Regions from separate parts of the Columba livia genome. Here region 1 is linked to region 2. Evidence: chromatin contacts called from public Hi-C data. All regions are on one chromosome and are shown on one strand. Each heading gives the region's core, a stretch centred on a gene start, on an enhancer-like site or on the middle of the called end of the contact. The rest is flanking DNA. Distances are from core to core; before and after follow the strand shown. Region 1 holds the start of MDH1B (malate dehydrogenase 1B). Region 2 has its middle 15 kb from the start of CREB1.

Region 1 (6,881 bases), core at 2,944-5,443, 150 kb before region 2:
TATTGTCTTTTAATTTAGTAAGTTAAAATTAAGACAAATTTAGACTTTATCTTTGTGTCCAGCAAGGCTGCCTGTGTAGTGCTTTATCAGAATAACTTCTTTGGCTGTAGTGATTTTTTTTTGGTGGGCTAATGGATTTTATATGGGTAACCAGTCTGCTTACTCCTGGGATTTTTACTTAGGTTGTCACAAAATTTGCCGTGGATTAGTGCTTCTGGTCCTGTGTCAGGTCCTACTTTGAGAAGGTGGATGTGTTAGGCAAAAAGCAGGTTCTCCTGGAAGCTCAGGTAGACAGCTTTTGTAAGTTGATAGAAAGCAGGAGATCAAACTATAGCTTTTTCTCTCTCTTGATGTCTGGAGCTCTTACCCATTTGCAAGAAGCCACATCTGCAGGGATGAACTTCAGAGCAAGTGCACTGCCTTAGAAAGTAACACTTCATGTTTTTGTAGCTGGGTTATTTAAGGGTGATTCACACATAACAATTACCTCCATCTGAGCCAGAACAGGAGGTGCTGGGAATGCAGAACTCCTTCATCTTGTGCTTATCATCCCTCGGTGTTACGATAACCCCTTCTGTTCCTGCAGCCCACAAGCACTGCTTGTGTGTTTTTTTCCCTCAGTTGCACCAAGTTGTTGTCAGTGTCTGTCCCCAAGTTTCAGAACCTGCCTGCACATAGATGACTTCCTGCAGAATAGAGTTAATTCCTTGAGGCTTAACAGCACTCACATCTGCAGAGTCACATGTGCAGACTGGACAGGTGCCACTGCTGGTAATGTATCAGCAAAAACACTCATCTATCAGGATAACATTAAGAAAGCATAAATAACTATTTCTGTGTGGGAAAATATCCGTGCTGCAGCTATATTTGCAGAGTTATGCCAGCCTTGCATAAAAGGGGGTGGGAGAGGAGCAGAGAATTACAGCTTTAACTTGGGAGTCCATCAGTGAGGCAGAGTGGGGCTACCTACCTGTTTCTGCTGAAATGAGGAGAACTCTGTCAGTTAACTCTCTAGCTGAAGGCTTTGTGTGTGTTTCTTCATCAGATTACTAGTGGAGCAGCGCATTCCAAGTATCAGAGACATCTTTATGCTGCAAAACCTGATGAAATGTGTGGGAAAAGATGCTCCAGTCTTTCTGAAAAAGAAATTAGAGGTAAATTTAGTAGGAGGCTCATTTTTACTTCCACAAAGCCTGTGCTCTTGCATCATTTATAAATTGTGTATGTTTCTTTCCAGACACTCCAAGAGAAAATCTAATAGATCTTAATAGCATTTGCTGTATGAGTCATAGTCCAGTTATATCTGCAGGAGGAACTTAAATTTGGACACTGGGGATATCCCACCATGAAAGGGGGCAGAAAGCAATGGAGGTGGTACAAAAGGAATCGAGCCATTAAAATAGCAGCGCCCTCACCTCTTGTTTGGGTTGGCTACATGGTATTTCATAGAAGCATTTACAGGCTGTTCCCCGATTCCCTTGCCCGGCTTGTGGCTGGAAGACCAGAAGACAGCAGACTAGAGGACCGATGGGAGTGAGATGCCAGGAGAATTCACCTAGCTCACAGCCTTCTCTTTTCTCTGTGTCTGAAAGGTCCCCTGGGAAATATAGGGGCTGGGAGAAGGTTTTATGGTAGGGTGTAGTGGGTTTTGTCCCCTGATTATAGACACTTTTTGAAACCTTCTTTCAAACAGGGTCTGCTAAGGTTTTCATCACGTAGCCAAAGGGCTCTGATGTCAGAGTTCATAGTAGTATTTGTGGGGAAGTGAGGGAAGATAACGGTGATGGGAAACTGGGCAAGAATAGAGCAGTGCAGGGGGCTCACGCAATGTGTTTGACTTAAGTAAATCAGGAAACCTTGGACAAGGTACTACTCACAAGATGATGAGAAACTGGCTGAAGATATGGTGGAATGTGGAACCAAGAGGAAAGTAACCTTTCCACTTGTTAACTGAAGGGAGCTCTTAATTTTGCGAGCCTACAGGGTGCTATTTTTAATACTGTGTAATTTCTATTGTAGATGCATTTTATGTTTAACCTTTGATAGGCATGCAGTAAGAATATTGTGTTTTAATAGCCAATATACTTTGTAGTCTCATTTTTACTGTCATTTATTTCAATCTAATTACTGCTTTGATAAATGAAGTCTCTTCTGTGGCAACAGAGCTGACCTTCTGTGCCTCAGTGTGCATTTGTAGCTGGGTGTTTGTATTAAAGGTACAGCACCCAGTGTGCTGGTGGATCACTTTGAAGGCTTGCAGCTTTCATGTGCATCCAAAACAGTAATTGGAGCACTATTAAATAAGTCAACTATGCCAATTATATTTTTGCTACATTTTTAAGAGTTGGTAGAAGATACATATTTGCAGTGTTTGGAAATAAGCTCTACTGAGACTTCTTTTAAAAAATCCATATAAAGGCAAATTTCTGGGAACTTGCATAGTGACATGGCTATAGAACACTTGATCTGCTATAATTGTGTAGTAAGAAATTGAGAGTAGTTACTTTATACTTTTGCTGTTTGTTGCTCCTTTTTCTTTCATATAAGTCTGAGCAGGCTAAGAAAGCAGTGATAATATACCTGAAGAATGAAGGATTCATAAACTCTAATTCACTTTAGATGGCAGTTCTGAAAGAGATAGACCGTCTGACTTTCTCGAATGCTCTGCGTGTGTTTTTGGCTCTTGCTGCAATGAATTATTGTTCCATTCCAATCCTGAATGCCTGCAGTAAAAAGATCCAGGGTAAGAAAAAACATGTTTATTACATTTCCCTTCCTTATACCAAATTCTTCCTAATTATTGTCTCATCTCCCTTTTCTGATTTCCTTTAAAACTCAGGAAACATCTTTGCCTTACAAGATATTACAGTAATGCGGAGCCATTTGACAAGGAGCAAGACAGAAAATTACTTATTGATAATGAAAGCAAATAATTCTCTGGCCTTCTTAACATTTACCTGAACTATATATTTTTCTTTACATTTTAGGAAAAAGAGTTGAATTTAGCAAGAAAAAGTAGATTTCAGATAAACTTTTAAAACAAATCTGAATTGGAAATGGACATCTTACAGGACGAATTGGTGGCTTAGTGTGATTAGTTGATAAACTAAAGGGAACATAGTGTTTCCCTGGTGAACTGGATTTCATTATTGAATGCTGCTTAATTGACCTCATGCTGCAGCCCAGAAAAAAAAAAAAAATAAGTTAAACTAATGCTTTCACCTCTCTCCATACCTTTAGAATACATTTCTTAAGTATATGTGGTCAGTATGTATTGATTCAGACTTGAAATACGTTTGAATTTGTGTCTAAAAACCCAGTAAAATAGCAAAATAGCATTCTTAACATAAATGAAGCAGGAGTGTTTGGGCTGCCTGTACAGCTACTGTTTGTTGTAGGTGTTAGGACACTGTCTTTAATAACATATATGGGGTATTCCACACTGAGTACACAGACTAGGTGGCATACACAGAGTGAGCAGCTACTCTATTTGTTTTGCATTTTTTAGTGCACGTTTTCAGGTCTTACATGCTGCACATCATGTAAATTATGTTCTGGGGACAGTGCAATTAATTTCTGGACAGAAATGACCCCTGTCAGAGGCTGGAGATGGATTCGGAAGAGGAGGGAGAAGCACGCTTTGGGGACCATGGGGCAAAGGAATTCTCCAGCAGGTTCTTCACATCCTGTGCTGGGGCTCTTAAGAACGCAGCCCTCTCTTCCATAGCTGGGGACCTGACCAGAATTCTTGTAACTGTGTATTTCATGGGTACTTATTGAGCTAATTTTTGCAGCAGCAAGGGAGTGACCTAGTGATGATATTAGTTCTCTAATTCTGCAGAAGAGAGAAGTTAAGGTCAAAGTGTCCAGCAACATGAATCCTGGAACAGAAGATCTTCTGGGAACAGAGTCTTCTTGCTTCTGTTGTTGATTTGTCCCCTTTTGGTGATTTATCCCTTTCTAGCTTGGTCCTGACTCGGTTTGTTTTCTTCTGCCTCTGTTTCTTCCATGTGATTTAGCTCAGTTGATTTTGCCTAACCAGTCTCAGTCTGTTCCACAGTTCCTTGTTGTTTGTTGGGTTTTTTTTCCACTTCTCCATCCTTCAGCCAAACTGTTCCCACAGTATCTCCCAACCTACAACTCCCATTGCTTTGTATCATTTGTCCTTTTTTGCTCTTCCGTTGCAGAGAATGTTCATGATGTTCCATTTCGGACGTTAATCCTCATTCTGGAAACTTGTTACAATCTCCAGTACCGTAATGTAAAACTGTTCTCAGCATTAGCAGACTATGTTCATTCTGCTGCCTGCCTTTGGGACAAAAGACAGGTGAGTTTAGAGTGGTACAAGTAGCATAAGACATTTCTGGTGCTTTCCATTTTACCTTACTTCAAGTTTGTGTTTGATCTTTAGAGAACACATTTTTTATGAACACCAATCTGATGAAGCTGATACAGTTAATTTTTTAAAATGCTCTTCTATTTATTGATGAATAAATAAATAAGAAATAAAAGAGGTGTTGCAGTTTGAAAAAGTTGCTTTCGTTAAAAATGCCTGTTACAAAATCAACAGATAGGATCCACTGGCTTTCTTGACCTTATAATTCTATCTTGTCTTTTAGATTGTCCTTCTCCTTTCTGCCTTTGAGACACTCGCCTTTCAGCCTCATGAGCTGATGGGTGTTTTTGCTGAGAAGGTGACAGAAGACCCTGAATTCCTCAACTTGAAAAGCCTTTTGATTGTTCTCCGAGCTTATTCAAGACTCTACTATATTCCCAGAGGCCAAAAGAATCTGTAGGTTTTCATTTAGAATGCCTGATAATACGTTATGTAGTCAGTATAGAGTCATGTATGACAACTAAGTTGTGAAAGAGTTCATAATCCTGTTTTATTAATCTGTAAGGTAATTTTTTTCTACATAGGAATTTTCCTCTGTAATGGAAAATTGAGACCTTGGTTCTAGACTGACCAGGCTACTAAATCTGTTGGTAGGCAGCTGTGTCCTTAAAGAAGAATCAAAAGCTAGTGTTAGATTACACAACATATAATTATACAATAGAATAAAGATTTCTGACTTGTGTTTTTGTTTGAAATCTGTATTTTCTATAGCCTTGTTTGTGTACTTAGATACTTTTCTTCTGCTTTTGGAAAAGGTTTTTTGAGACTCTTCATAGCTGCTTGATTAAGTACCTACCTCAGATTTCCAACACAGAACTGCTGAAGGCAGCGTATTCACTTTGCATCTTAGGGTATCTTCCTAATCAGGCACTTGATGAGCTGCTGCAAAAGGACAGCAGGAACGAACTTCTACTATCAGGTCAGGCCTTACTTTGTCATGTTCTTGTTTGAAAAAGGATAGTCTGCCTCCGTACATCATTTGTTGTAATTGTTTTAAAAATTTAGAACTTAAACAATGATTTATATTCAAGTTGAAGTCCTTAAGACAAAGCTAATGCAGGTGAACTAAGTGATCTGTGTCTGTGCTAGGGCATCCAACTTATTGTCTTGGGTCCCCTGGTGGCAGTAGTTTAATAGTAGATGTGTACATGGAGAGAGGTGAATATGAGATTTGTGAAAATGGTAGAGCCAGGGGTTCTATCTTTGACAGATGTTCAGGAATTTTTAAAAACACAGGAAGTCTGAACCTTTGTAAACCAACCTTAGTACCTGGAATCACGAGTAAAAGGGATTTTTCGACTGTTTCAAGTTACAATGAGGAACTTGAAATGGTTTGTAGGAGAATTTGGTTTCCATATTACAGTTCTGTGCAGCCAGTAGGGTAGTTGAGCAGAGCAGAGCTGCAGTGTACAGTAAAACACTGCCTGCTGGAACTGAACCTGAAAGCTGCAAAGCTGTAACTGCTTAGAGTTTGTGCAGCTTAGTACTCTGAAAGTACCATTTCAAAATTATGGCCAAGTCTGATATCCCTTCTTTGTTTTATAAATACCCTTCTGCTTGTCTGGGTTTTATAAATGGTTTTTTGTACATGCTCTCCCATTCCATGTTCTCCTTAGGTTTCCTGGAATAACCAATACCATGCGCAGAGCTGTGTACAGTAGGGGTGAAAGACTGAATGAATAGGCAGGTTCCAGCCATGGTCTTTAATATTATAATTAGTGAATTGAAGGTGTATATTTAACAATATATTGAAGATACTCAATAATATTCAGTAAAAAAACAATTGGGTTTCGATTTCTGGATTGAAATTAATTTGCCAGAATAGACTATAAATGATAGTAAAATGAAAAATTCTGTGAGATCACAGAATCCTAGAATCATTTTGGTTGGAAGAGACCCTCAAGATGATACATTGGATGTAATTTTTTTTTGGTGTCCTTTTTCAGATGATCTTTACAGAGAACAAAAGGAAATGATGCTTCGCTGTGTGAAAACATGTATGGAACTTGACAGCCCTTCCTTCACAAAGCCTGCATTCGTACCGACTGAGAATGGCTCCTCATTAGTATCTGTTAATCTCAGAAAGGCTCGGGATGCGCTGATAGAACTTCTGGGAGATGAGAACATGTTTCGGCAAAATGTTCAGCTACCATATAAATATCATATCGGTATGAAGCCAAATTACTGTCATATTGTTTTTAATGTAGGTTTATAATCCCTAAAATAATAAGGTGGTTAGAAATTTGCGTAGAGTACAAGTGTTTAAAAGTGCAACACTTTGAAGACACAATCTTGTAACTAATGATGGACTTGCTTGGCGAATCTACTTTCTAGGATGCTTCTGTTAAACTTTTTAAGTCAATTTACTAAAACATTATGATTACTTCTGTTTACAAAACTGCTTTGCACTTTTTGTTAAGCTTCAGCGGGCAGATGTTAATTGTATATAAATCCAATATGGCCAACTGCTAAACTATGATTTCCC
Region 2 (6,913 bases), core at 1,526-4,025:
TTCCAGCGTCCCTGGGGGGAATTGCCTCCCCTGAAAGTTGTCAGGGAGGAGGAGGAGGCTTTGGGCTGAGCAGAGGTGAAGGGCAGCGCATTTCTCAGCACCACATTGCTGCGAGCACCTCTGGGGAGAAAAGGGCTGAAGACGTGGAGAAAACCGGGAAAGAAAGGGGGAGAGCTTGAAGGAATAAAAGGACAAGGTAGAGACATAGGGCTGGCAGGATGATTAACACCAGATGGCAGGTATCAATTATTTACCATTTATGTACAATAAAAAAATACACTTTAACGACGGGAAGAGCACAAAACAAGCTCAATAGCAATTCAAAAGCATATGGAAATAAAATGCAGCAATTTAAGGGGTTGTAATAAATGTGCATCGTTGGTTGTAATGCCCCTGCAAGAATTACAAATGTTAAGCCTTAGTGAATTACACTTAAAAATAAATGTAACATTAAAAAAGAAATTAGGTACACAAATAACTTTACATTTAGGCATTTATAAAAGAAAATCTGTTTTCAGCAGCTAATTAGAAAAAGTGCTCTAATGAGCCTCACTTTTCTTTACCTTAGAGACAAGGCTGAAACGTTAAACGTGGATATAGGTATGGTGGGTGCCATTAAAAACTCAACTTCCCTAACTTTCCAGTGATTTCAGAAATGAGACATCTCTTTTCCAGAGATGGGAGCTGAAATTGCGGTGCCGTTAAAGCTCCGCTGTGTCTGGAGACGCCATCTGTACCTCTCTGCAGACACCAGGATGCTGGCACCGCCTTCCTTTAGCATTACCGCTATTAATCGCTGTATCGATAAATTAATGTTGACTGGTGGGCAAAGAGGTGACTACCTTAAACTCGAAACGTGCAACTCCCAGTGAAGATCCTGCATCGCTGTTACTGCTGGTTTTTCGTTTACCGTAGGATGGGAACCGTTTAGGTTTGAAGAACGATCTTTGGGTAAAGCAGTATGTCTGGAAAAAAAAAACAAACCCTACCAATTTCCAGCAGATTAGAAAATTTACATCAAAATATCATACAACAAATCCCTTCCCACAGAGCATTTGCTTTTCCTAAACAGCGCTTTCCAACGGCAATGCTGTAAAAGCGAAGGCAAGCCTTTGGTCAGCTCTCCCCACCTCAAATTGTCGGGAGTGACTTCGAAGTTCTCCACACTTGATGTTTCACTGGGCAGAGGCGTTTTCCCCACTCCTTTGCTAAGGAGTGCTGGCAGCAGCAGGACTGATGGCCAAAAAGGGGTTGGCCTCATGCCCTGCACTTTCTCCTGTGGAAAATCACATGGAGAAGGGGGAGATGCCCCACGGAGACTGATGGGCAGGGTGATGAGTGGAGCGATGGACAGGGTGGCTTCTCTAGCCAGGGGAAGCCTTGCAGGGGGGATGACAGTGGCAGGGCCATGGGACACCGGTGTGGACCATGACCAAGCCACACTTGGAAAGACGCCATAAGCGCCTGGCTTGCTGTAGGAGCGTATGCTCCTCCCTTGGGATGGAGCGGGGAGATACTGCTTGCCCCAAAGTTCTTGCATTCACTGGCATCACTTCCATATTTTTAAATATTTAATCTTCGCAGCCTGGTTGCTATGGGAACCCTCACACAGAAATCTGGACTTTGGGTTAAACAGAAGAATCCTTCCCACAGCCGGGAATGCCATCACGATGCCATCACGGTGCCATCCCTCACCAAGGGGGTCAGCTCTGCCCCGCTCATGCCGAGGGGTATTTTAGTATCAGCTCCTTGACAGGCTGCCACCGAAGTCTTGGGAAGTCCCCTCCCTAGAACTCATTTAATTCCTACTGGAAATCGTGGGCTGCCTCAGATTACTTATTGTGGAAAAAAAGCTCTGTTTTTTTCAGTCTAGCACACAGCTGTGACACCCAGTCAGACGCCGGGGCTGGTCCAGGCTCCCCCCACAGACATCGCTGGGCCTTTAGCCATGAGCTGCATCTCGCCCATCAGGGAAAAGGGCTCCGAATTATCATTGCTGGTTGAAAACGATCATTCCCTGCTTGTTTCAACATCCCTGCCAGCAGCAGGGAACTCAGGCTGGGAACACAGAACAAGCAGCACGGGGGTTATCAGCAGGACTCAGCCTCTCAGATTTGGCCAAAATCCGCCAACGTGTATGAAAAGAACAGCCTACTTAGGAATTCCATAGTCCTTTAGCAGACCACCTTTCAGCTTTTCTCTCTTTATTGTCTGGTTCGTGGTGGAAAGCGCTCAGCGTGCCATGGAGCACAGGCAGCCCCACCTCGTGCACACTGGCAATGAGATGCCTCCCTGGATCTGAACCCCCTCCAGCAGACACCCACCCCCAAATGCATCCCCCAGCTGAGCTTCTGGAAACCGCAGCCTGACCAAAGTACAGACTTCTCATCCCATACAGCTGTCCCAGTTACTCCCCAAAAGGTTCATCAACCACTGGAGGTGCCTGAGAGTGTGAGATGCTGGCAGCAACACAGCAGTGGCCGTGGCCGTACTCCCGGTGGCACAGGGGGTCACGGAGCAGAAACCGGCATTACACAGAGATTTACTGCCTGTAATGACTGGGACACACGTTAGCCAGATCGTTTTTACAGCCTCACCCCCAGCTTTTTGTTTGGCATGGAGGATTTTACATCACTAAACCATAACTGGGAGCAAATCAGTGGCTTTCATTCTGCTTTCCCGGCAACTTTCCCCTTGTGTCACCCAGGGAAGGTAAAGTGTGAGTGGTACCCCCCGCCAGCTCCCTTTGCACGGCCAGCACCATTTCTTCCCTCCCTTCTATTTTTAGGCTTCTCTTTCCATTCCTGTTTAAACGTATTACCTAGATCCATAACATTTGCCAGCTGGGGGTAGTAATGCTGACTCCCAAGGTGCCTGCGGCATTTACACAAAATTAGGCAATGGAAGGAAACCGTCTCAGCAATTATGTGAGAGATGATGGTGAGCCAAAAAGAAAAAATGTATGCAAAAGGTGCACTCTCCTGCCAACAAATTAGGGCTAAATTACGGAGTCCGGGAGTCTTCAAATAAGTTAAACGGTGTATTACAAATTTAGTTTCAATTAACAAATTAAATAGGAAAACAAGCGCACTGCCGAGCAGCTACTGTAGAAGGGGAGGCGTTTTGCAGCAACCACGTTTTCTCCTGTTACCAAGTGACAGAGTTAAAAAAAACAATTAGATTTCCTTGGTACCCACAGTCACAGCCTTTCTCTGCTCCAAGCTGGCCCGGGTGCTGGGGCTGGCCGACCATGGGTGGAAACCACACAAGCCTCTCCCAGGTCCTCTCCAGCAAGTTGGGTGTCGTGGCCATCGGAAGCACGTCCACCCCACTGCGTCCCCCCTGACAGTGTTTCAGCAAACAACCCACTGCTGACTGCCCTTTTTTATTGCTTTACAGCACAGTTTTTCCTCAAATTTTATGGCATTTCATTAAAGCCGCCAGAAGGTGATACTGCCCCCTTTCCAGAAGTGAAATAAATTCAAGTTTTATCGCTTCTGGAAATGCTGGAACAGCTGTCAGGACATTTGATGGATTTTCTCAATTACAGGACTTGTGGAGCATTTTATACTTACATCCACACTGAAGCCTAATATACTGTACGAGATGTTTGTTCCCCCCCTTATCTCTTTTATCTCTTTGCATCTCCCTCCCTAATAACGGTCAACTTGTTATTTTTCTCTTAATTCCCTTTTTTACTGTAACCTTTTTTTCCTCCCTGATAATAATCTAGTGTTTTCCTTCTTTATTTCCCAATAAAGCTTAACTTTTCTATAGAAGCAGTCAGTGACCCCAGAGCTGGTGTGTGCCCCCATAGTGACTTAATCAAAAGAGCAGCCCGCCTCATCCTGCCAGCTTTTGGACTGGGGAGCCTGGGGAGAGGGGCTGGGTGAGGAGGATTGCATCTCCGGGCTGACCTGTGCCTTCTAGACACAATTTCCTTGGAAATAAAACCTCTTTTTACCATCTCCTTGAATTTGGAGCTTCTTGGTGCAGGCAGCATCACAAACGCAGGGAGAGCCCCATCAGAGCTGGGTAGTGCAGCCATCTCCACCTTCTTCAAAGATGCCTCTGACAGATGAACACTCATTTCCCAGCACTCCCAAGATGGCCCTTCTCATCCGGGCTGCTCCGGGGACTGTTTTCCAAGTGGGTTGTGTGAAATTGTTTCTCAGGCTCTTCTCTGCCCCACCGTGTACCTGACAGGCTGTATGAGCTCATGCACCATCATGAACACAGAACCACTGAACCACAGCATGTCAGGGATTGGAAGGGACCTCAAAAGTTCATCCAGTGCAATCCCCCCGCCGGAGCAGGAACACCCAGATGAGGTTACACAGAAAGGTGTCCAGGCGGGTTTGAATGTCTGCAGAGGAGGAGACTTCACAGCCTCCCTGGGCAGCCTGGTCCAGTGTTCTGAGATGAAGTTTCTTCTGAAATTTAAGTGGAACCTCCTGTGTTCCAGTTTGAACCCATTACCCCTTGTCCTATCACTGGTTCTCACCGAGAAGAGCCTGGCTCCATCCTCCTGACACTCACCCTTTAGATATCTGTAACCATGAATGAGGTCACCCCTCAGTCTCCTCTTCTCCAGCTCCAGAGCCCCAGCTCCCTCAGCCTTTCCTCACACGGGAGATGCTCCACTCCCTTCAGCATCTTTGTTGCCCTGCGCTGGACTCTCTCCAGCAGTTCCCTGTCCTTCTGGAACTGAGGGGCCACAACTGGACACAATATTCCAGATGTGGTCTCACCAGGGCGGAATACATCCCTATACTGATGGAGGCATTTCTCCACGTTGCATCTTTCGGCAAGGATGCCCCACTGAGGCCCAGGGACTGATGGAGGGACATATTTTACCAGACTGAAATTATCTCGGATCACCAATAAAATGCATGAGGATGCCAAATTGCCCCTTTCGTTTCTTTCTGGCTGTAATCCAATGTGGAGCAACAGCTCAGGGTCTGTTCTCTGAGGCAGTGAGCAGCACAGGAGTTCGGATGGGAATGTCCCATTATGGGCAGATGTGTCCTCCCCATAAAGTGAGGAGAGGGCTGAGGGTGACAGAACGAAGCAAAAGTTGCAATAGTAAACAAACAAACAAACAAAACACATGTGAATTCTGAGAGCCTCTGTTCAACCCAAAACTTCATCTCTTTGAGAAGACAGGGCAGGCAGGGTGAAGAACGTGTCCACTCCCTGTATGAGCAGGGGTGAAATGGAGTTGGGATGAAGTGTAACCCATCCTAGAGGAGGTCCGCCCCTCGCTCCATCGTGTCCCCACACCCCACTTTTGTGAGCTGATAAAGAGGTCTGGAGAAGCAGCTCCATGCTGAACATCACAGACCCTCAGCAAATTTCCACAAGCCAAGGTGTGATCCCAGGTTTATTGGAATTAGAACAATTAAAGCAATTAAAGACAAAGAAGTGCCTGGGGAAGGGGGGAAACTACCACCAAACAGAATTGCTATTGCAGTCTATCAAATTGGCACAAAAAGATTAAAAAGCTGATTTACATTAAAAAAAAAAAAAAAAATCTAGCGTTCCCTGAAACAGATAACACATCCTGCTGAGAAAATCACTCCACACATAAAAGAAAAGCAAAGGTGATTATATATAACAAAACTAATCTTCTCTACTGCTTTAATCACCTCAGACCGTTTCACCTGCTTATTTGAAAGCTGTTAACCCGAAGAAAAAATTATTGTGAGAATGTCCTCATTTCCAGCTCTGTGCTCAAATGGGCTTGTTTTCCTAAAAGTCTTTAACAATGGGCATTGCTCTGCAAGATGAATGTTTCCTTAAGACTATTCTATAGTTGATACATATATTCATGACTCGAGTGTGATGCAGAGAGGGAAGAGGGTGCTGGGAAAGCCATGAGAGACCTGCCAGGGTCATGGCAGGAGTCTGTCTGTCCTGCCACTGCCGATAGCCAGCAGTAAATTTTGCCCATATGTGCATGGTTATCTCAATATTAATCATATTTGATACTGAGATGCAACACCTCTTTTGCTAAATCAGGCACAGTACATTAAGCGCCGATTCTTTCTTTGCCTGAGTAGTAGCTTGTGAGATTTTATAGACTGTTTATTTTTATATGTCACGGCTTTGATCTGAACCCCACTGAAACCCAGGGAAACCCACAGATGCGGGAAGTTTTGTGTCAGAGCTACGGCAAGCAAATAAACAAGCCAAGAAGAGGATTTCAAGCAGCAGCAGAAGCCTGGGATGACACGGGCACTGCCGCTGTCACCGGCAGCTCCACGGTGCGGTGGTAAATTCCTGTGGGTGTCCATAACTCACCCCAAACGCCTCGCTCGTTTTTCTTACAAATGCAGTTTCACCATGATCTCCAAATTCAGGGCTGGCATGAGTGATACTTGCTATCCTGGGCTGTCAGCAAGGACAGGTAAAAAAATGCCCCTTCCAGTTACTGGTGTACAAATTGGCATAGGCAGGAGATACGTGCACTGCCCTTTCAGAAATGAATTACCTCCAAAACCTGGGATATTCAGAAGAGGGGAAGACATAGAGCCCAGGCGCACAGAGGGAGTGGGAGGACGGTGAGCATCCTCCTCCCAGCCGTAAATCACAGAAATCGAATTAGATCATCTCAAATTGAGGGACAAAAAGCCAGTTATAGATCCATTTTGCAACGCCAGCCGACATAGCTTCCATTTGTGACTCGCTGAGTGACATTACTTATCCTGAGTGCTCCTCTGACAATGTAAGCACTTAATGTGAAGACATGTGTAAAATTACAGCAAAATGAATGAAACTCAGGAAATTATGTAAGGTTTATAGGGTTGCCTTTTTTTTTTTTTTTGCCTTTTTTTCTCCTTTTTTGAGGCTTCCTCTCAATTTTTGCCTTCTAAATGAAGATCTGGGCAATGCATTGGCTGACAGTACCTTC

Evidence for each region. A called contact is a pair of places that touch in the nucleus more often than the background predicts.
Region 1: a contact with region 2 is called in a Hi-C map of crop, with 2.1 times the contacts expected there. The contact joins the promoter of MDH1B here to the enhancer-like site in region 2. A contact is called at or near these places in 2 of 2 Hi-C or Micro-C datasets (crop and liver).

The regions. Positions count from the first base shown.
Region 1 is chr7:36,930,632-36,937,512 of bColLiv1.pat.W.v2, reverse strand. It overlaps MDH1B (malate dehydrogenase 1B), which reads right to left and starts at 4,193. Exons shown (of 11, transcript XM_065069437.1): 1 at 2,581-4,193; 2 at 971-1,136. FASTKD2 (FAST kinase domains 2) reads left to right here. Exons shown (of 12, transcript XM_065069430.1): 4 at 1,046-1,154; 5 at 2,620-2,743; 6 at 4,188-4,327; 7 at 4,620-4,792; 8 at 5,152-5,315; 9 at 6,343-6,564.
Region 2 is chr7:36,777,168-36,784,080 of bColLiv1.pat.W.v2, reverse strand. No RefSeq gene overlaps it. Among named protein-coding and RNA genes, the nearest start is that of CREB1, 15 kb to the right of the region's middle. Within about 2 kb of position 2,775, at least 1 of the 3 cell types and tissues checked has an H3K27ac peak away from gene starts, as active enhancers do.